Regions from separate parts of the Ovis aries genome. Here region 2 is linked to region 1. Evidence: chromatin contacts called from public Hi-C data. All regions are on one chromosome and are shown on one strand. The core of a region is the stretch at or near the end of the contact, and the rest is flanking DNA. Distances in the headings are between cores, read along the strand shown. Region 1 holds the start of RAD51 (RAD51 recombinase). Region 2 holds the start of VPS18 (VPS18 core subunit of CORVET and HOPS complexes).

The links. A called contact is a pair of places that touch in the nucleus more often than the background predicts.
Region 2: a Hi-C map of liver shows a contact between it and region 1, with 3 times the contacts expected there. The contact joins the promoter of VPS18 here to the promoter of RAD51 in region 1. A contact is called at or near these places in 4 of 16 Hi-C or Micro-C datasets (hypothalamus, liver, mixed tissues and 1 more).

What each region holds. Positions count from the first base shown.
Region 1 is chr7:34,459,357-34,462,476 of ARS-UI_Ramb_v3.0, forward strand. It overlaps RAD51 (RAD51 recombinase), which reads left to right and starts at 1,665. Exons shown (of 10, transcript XM_042252290.2): 1 at 1,665-1,935.
Region 2 is chr7:34,631,807-34,634,926 of ARS-UI_Ramb_v3.0, forward strand. It overlaps VPS18 (VPS18 core subunit of CORVET and HOPS complexes), which reads left to right and starts at 1,675. Exons shown (of 5, transcript XM_004010456.6): 1 at 1,675-2,079. The coding sequence starts at 1,989.

The DNA of each region.
Region 1 (3,120 bases), core at 415-2,914:
ACCAGACTCTTGCATCTTCCCAGACATGGAAAATCATCAAATTTCTTAACTTGGGATATCTGGTTTCCTTTAACAATAATCTCTGATATTCAGCCTGCCTGCCCTTTGTCATAGAACTTCTATATAACCTGGCTCCTCCCCTTGACTCCTCGGAGCAGTTCTCTCAAGGCTACTTGAGATGCTGCCTCCTGGGGTTAAGTCCTAAAAATTCCCACCAAATAAAACAACTCTCAACCTTTAGGTTGTGACTATTTTTTAAATCGACAATCTCTTGCCTGAAATATTTCAAGCACTTCATAACAGTTTCTATTGTTTTTACTCTATCCTGAAATCTGTCCTTCAATGCCACAGGGTAACCATGTGAGGATTAAATAAAAAGTTCATGAATTTTAAAGCACTCCACAAACATAAAGTGGTGTGGAACAAAAAACAGGTATAAAGCATGAGATTCATTGGATTAAAAACTTTCAGATGTACCCATTACCTAAAGAATAAAGATCAAAGTTCTATAATGGTCTTATACGACTCTTCATGCTGCTGCTGCTGCTGCGAAGTCGCTTCAGTCGTGTCCGACTCTGTGCGACCCCACAGACGGCAGCCCACCAGGCTCCTCAGTCCCTGGGATTCTCCAGGCAAGAATACTGAAGTGGGTTGCCGTTTCCTTCTCCCTACTTCTCTTCATGGAAATAATATAAACGTAAACTCTCAGCACCTGGTAAGACACTTTTCCTCCCTCATCAGACAGTACTCCTTAACCACAGTTAATTTCCATACCCACACAGCGCTATTCGCTTATAATGTCTTCCATCTCATCTACGCCCAGTAAACACTAATCACCCTTTAAAACTGGAATCAACTTTTAATAAACTACGAAAAGATTTACATTCTCAAAATCCAGAGTCCTGCAAATTTCCAGTAAAGTACCACAGCTTGACTAATAGTTCAGTCCGTCCTTTCTCTCCATTAGCTTTCTGTTCCAGTTTCACCCAGGTACTTCAGCGGCATCAGCTCCACCATCTACAAGAGCCTAGAAAGCGCCTGAACTCCGTAATTGGTCTAAGTTAGAGGCTCAGCGCACCCTGAAGGGCCAAATGCCCCAGGTTAGACACTTAAGAAACAAATTAAGAGCTCCCAGTGCTGTGCTTAGTCGTTCAGTCGTGTCCAACTCTTTGTCACCCCATGGGCTGTAACCCGCCACTCTCCTTTGTCCATGGGGATTCTCCAGGCAAGATTACCGGAGTGGGTTGCCATGCCCTCCTCCAGGGGATCTTCCCGACCCAGGGATCGAACCCAGGTCTTCCTCAGTGTAGGCGGATTCTTTACTGTCTAAGCCACCAGTCCCCAAGAGCCTGGCTATTCCCAAGAGGGGCTGAGGAGCTACAGCTGAGTCGCCCGCCCGCGGTGCATACTGGGATATGTGGTCTCGGGAGGCCCACAGCCTCTTGGGAGTTGTAGTCCTCGATCTGGTAAAGGGTGAGAAAAACGCAACTCTCAAGTTCTGGATTAGTCCTAACGGAGAAAAAGAAGACGGGAACCCATAACATCCTGCAAGCTCAAGTTCTTTGAGCCCAACTCTCGATCTCACGAGTGGTCGAGGCGGCTGGAAGGCGGGCCCGAGAAGGGTGGGGAGACGTTACGTTGACGCGGGCGTGACCTTGCCCAATAGGATTTGGCGGGATTTCCGAAAGCTGTAGGCAGAGCGCGCGCTGCGGCTTGAGACCGAGGCCTAAGAGGAGGTGAGACCCGCCGCAGGAGCGCAGTTGGAAGCTCAAACTCGCCTGGGTTTTGTGCTGAAGGCCGAAGCAAGGGAGTAGAGAAGCGGGGCACAAGCGAGGGGATCTACAGTCCGTCCGGGATCGGGCGCGGGCGGGTCCAGCAGACGGTAGTCGGAGTGTGCAACCTGCCCTAGCGAATAGCAAAGCACGGCAGGTCCAGGTGAGTGTGAGACGGAGACCAAGCCCCTTCCACCGCCAGGTTAGTCCCGGCATAAGCCGGTCCCAGGCTTAAACCCAGATTTGGGCCCCAGCTCCGCAGCCTTAGGGGCCCCTCTGTTTCTCCCAAGTGAGAAACTCAGAAATGGCGGGGCGGAGCGGGGACGTGTCCGGGCTACTTCGACCGTCGGAGTTCGCTGAGGGGAAAATAGAAGCGCACTCTAGCGTTTAGAGCTGGGAGGAACCTTGGGAGGCCTTCATTTCCAACACCTACTTAATGGGCGTCCGCGAGGAATCCAAGATCCAGAGACGTGTAGTGACAGAGTCACAGCTCTTAAGCCAGAACCACGGTTTCCAGGTTTCTGGTCAGTGCCCTTTCCATTACACAAAATTTTGCTTACCAGAGTACCCACCTCCAGTTACCAGTAAGATAATTTGCTTTTTCTAATGCGGAAGACCTTTTACGTGATGTCTAGGTAATGATCTGTAGTGACGTATGCTGTTTTTTCTTAAACTTATAAGCCAAGTGTAGTATACAAATAGAAAAATGCACAGATCAAAAGTGTGTACAGCTTCATGAGTCATTACAAAATGAATATACCACTCAGATCAAGAAAGAATGCTGTCATCACCCGGGAGCCTCCCTTGTGCCCCCTTCTCTAATACTCTCCCTTCTCGCCAGAGGTAACCACTGTGTTGACTACTAATACCATTGATTAATTTTGCCTGTTTCTGAATTTTATGTAAAGAAAGACTATTTTTGTGTCTGGCTTTGCTCAACGTTCTGTCTGTAGGTTCGTGTCTTTGCATTTAGCAATACTTTCTCGTTGCTTTGTTGTAGTCCTATTCATTATACCAATGATGGATATCAGGATTATTTCTAGTTTTTAGCTTTCAGGACAAAGGTGGCTGAGAAAATTCCTGCATACAGTTTAGTGCACACGTATATGTTTTTCAGTGGGTTAATAGTAATAATAATAATAGAGTGGCAAAATTCCTGGGTCAAAGTATTTGTCTGTCTTCACCTTCCATGTTTAATACAGTACCAATACACTCGAACCAGCGGTGAATGAGTGTTCAGTTGTTCCACACGTTTGCTAATAGTTAATGTTAATCTTTTAAAATTTTAGCTATTATCTTGTGGTTTTAATTTTAGTTTTCCTGATTATTAATGAAATTGAGCATTTGT
Region 2 (3,120 bases), core at 425-2,924, 170 kb after region 1:
CATTGCTCTGGACTCCCCATCCGCCCCCAACATCCCTCATCCCTTGTTGCAGCCAGGCTTTTCAGGCATTTGTGCTTCAACAGCGCTGTGGCCATGTCCCTTGTACACGTCTAGAGGGCAAACTTTTTTCTGTTCTGTTCTGTGTGGTGTCCCCAGAGCCAGGAACAGAGAGAGAGAGAGAGAGAGAGAGAGAGAGAGAGAGAGAGAGAGAGAAAGAGAGAGTTGTGTGTGTGTGTGTACACGCGCGTGCACTTGCATGCTCATTTGCGGAATGAGTGCGCTGCTGAACAAATCATAAACTACTTTTTTAGCATTAACTAGGGCTTCCCTGATGGCTCAGACCATAAAGAATCTGCCTGCAATGCAGGAGACCTGGGTTTAATCCCTGGGTTGGGAAGATCCCCTGGAGAAAGGAACAGCTATACCCACTCAAGTATACTGGCCTGGAGAATTCCCTGGACAGAGGAGACTGACAGGCTACAGTCCACGGGGTCACAAAGAGTAGAAGAGCGACTTTCACCTCACAATCAGCATTAACTACCTATTTATGGGTCTATAGTCCCTCTGGATTATGATCTTTCAGGACGGTTGTTGTACTTATCTCTGTGACCCCAGCACCTAACTCAAGTCCAGGAAGAGAGTAAGTGCTCAACACGGAGGAGCCACTGCGAACCAGAGACGAGACTAGCTTCCTGCTGGCCGAGCCACCATCTCTGCCACTTTCTGGAAACGGGTGGCTCCCTGGACGTGGGAGAAGAGAGGCCAGGACTGCCTCCCTGTGCGTGTGAAGGGAGGATTTAGGTGACGTTTAGATTGAAGAAAGGAATGTTCTCCTGGGGACCTATTGTGTGTGTTAGTCGCTTAGTCGTGTCCGACTCTTTGCTACCTCACGGACTGCAGCCCTCCAGGCTCCTCTGTCCATGGAATTCCCCAGGCAAGAGTACTGGAGTGGGTAGTCTTTTCCTTCACTGGGGACCTAGGGCAATGGGCTATTTTTAAACGTGCGAGCGGGAGCTGACCAGAGGTTGAGTGGTCTTCTGCGGGAGGGAAGCCTGGGCGTGAAAAATGCTGGGGACCTTCTCAGAGGCTGAGGCTGGATTGCGCTGGGCGGGTCTGGAAAGGCGACAGAGAAAGCCAGGGTTGCCTCCTGGTGTCAAAGTCTAGAACTGCAGCAGAGTCCAGGAGGGTGGGGCTTGTGTTCAGCGGGACCCATCCACCACCTAGGAGCTTCCTTGGTAGCTCAATCGGTAAAGAAACTGCCTGAAGTGCAGGAGACCTGGGTTCAATCCCTGGGTCAGGAAGATCCCCTGGAGAAGGAAATGGCAACCCACTCCAGTATCCTTGCCTGGAGAATCCCATGGACAGAGGAGCCTGGCGGGGTACATACAGTCCATGGGGTCGCAAGAGTCGAACATGGTTTAATGACTAAACCACCGCCACCAGCTCGGACTATCCCCAACAGAGAACGGAGCACTCCTCCGCTGGAGCGCCAGCTAGGCCCATAGCCCCGCCCGTCCACCACCCGACCCCGCCCCTACCACCATCCGGCCCCGCCCACCGCAGATCTCACCGCACCTCCCAAGGGCCGGCTCCGCGACGTTCCTGCGCCAGCAAACGTGGGCCTCTGAGAACCCGGAAGTTACGTTATAGGCGTGCGTCCCAGGGGCGGGAGTCAGCTGAGCTGCTCGGGCGAGGTTGGGATCACCTGAGATCGGCTAGGGGGAACAGGTGCTCTCTTGGGGGCGTGAGTTGGGTGCAGGACTGCGCCAAATTCAAGGAGGCGGGCTCTCCGATCTTCTCACTCTATAAGGCGAGAGTGAAAAGATTCTCAGGATTTTAAAGAGGAGGAGTTGGCGGTGGCCGATTGCCAGGATCTGTCAGATTCCTGTCGAGGCTGGGGAGTCGCAGCTTCCAATCCGGGGAGACGGGGATCCCTGGGGGGAGCCCTGTTGTAATCCCTGGGACGGAGGACCCAGAGGCCGGGCACCATGGCGTCTATCCTGGATGAATACGAGGACTCCCTGTCCCGCTCGACCGTCTTGCAGCCCGGCTGCCCCAGCGTGGGCATCCCCCACTCGGGTAAGGGAAGTGAGGGCGCCGCTGCACCTCTCGGCTCTCCTGGCATCTGCATGGGAGGAGCGGAGCGGGTGGCTCCAGGAGCTCGGGTTCACCTCCTGGACCTGCTGTCTGGATTTAGGCCCTTGGTTCTCCTCAGGTTCTTATGGCCTCCAGGCGGTGGATGGTCGAAGTTTGAAAGAGCAGCAAGCACAGCCGCGTGATCTAGGCCATGCCACTAGAGTCCTTCTAAGAGGGAACTGGGACTCAGATAAGGAAGTGACTTGCTTAGAGGGCAGCAGTTGGGAAAACTGACAATAGGTTCAGATGAGAATAGGCTTCATCTGATTCAGTGTTTTTCCCATCAGTCCCCTTCTGGAGGTAAGAGAAAGAATGAGTAAAGAACTGGTGAAAGGGGACTGTTGTAGGGGAAGGAGGGATGAGCCTAGAGGGAACTCTGTCACTGAACAGGGGAAAATGAAGTATCTTAAGCTTTTGGTAGAGCTGTTTGCAGCTGGATGGTGAGGGGAAGTTTTTGTAGAAAGTAGTACAGAGTTGGCAGAGGCATCTGAAGTGCAGGAATATTTTGAGTAGTGATAGAGAAATGAAAGTAAAGGCTAGAGAGAAAGTACCAGCAGTTTGTTAACCAACTGATTGGAAGGGTTTCTCAGGGATCCCTCTGCCCTCATTCTTCTGGAGACTCATTGAGAGCATTATTGCATGGGCAGGGAGGAGGGAAGAAAGTGGAACTAGACTTTAGTTGAGCTGGGATTGCTTGGCCAAAGACTAATAAGGGAGAACACTCAAACTTTCCCTCATTACCACCAGGAGCAGGTACATAGTGGTGTAATAGCATCCCAAGAGTTCAAAGAATCAACCCCTTACTGCTTTCAGAGGTGTGGGAAGAGCCCGGAACCTATAATGTAGCATAGGACTAATGTAGAGGTGATTAGTAAAGTGCTTGATATATTGATATTTAAAGTGTCACTAACCAACATCCTGGGGTAGGAATATGTTAGAAGAAGGTGGAGAGGAGCAATCTGCCTCTTCTTGCCCTTCCTCTGT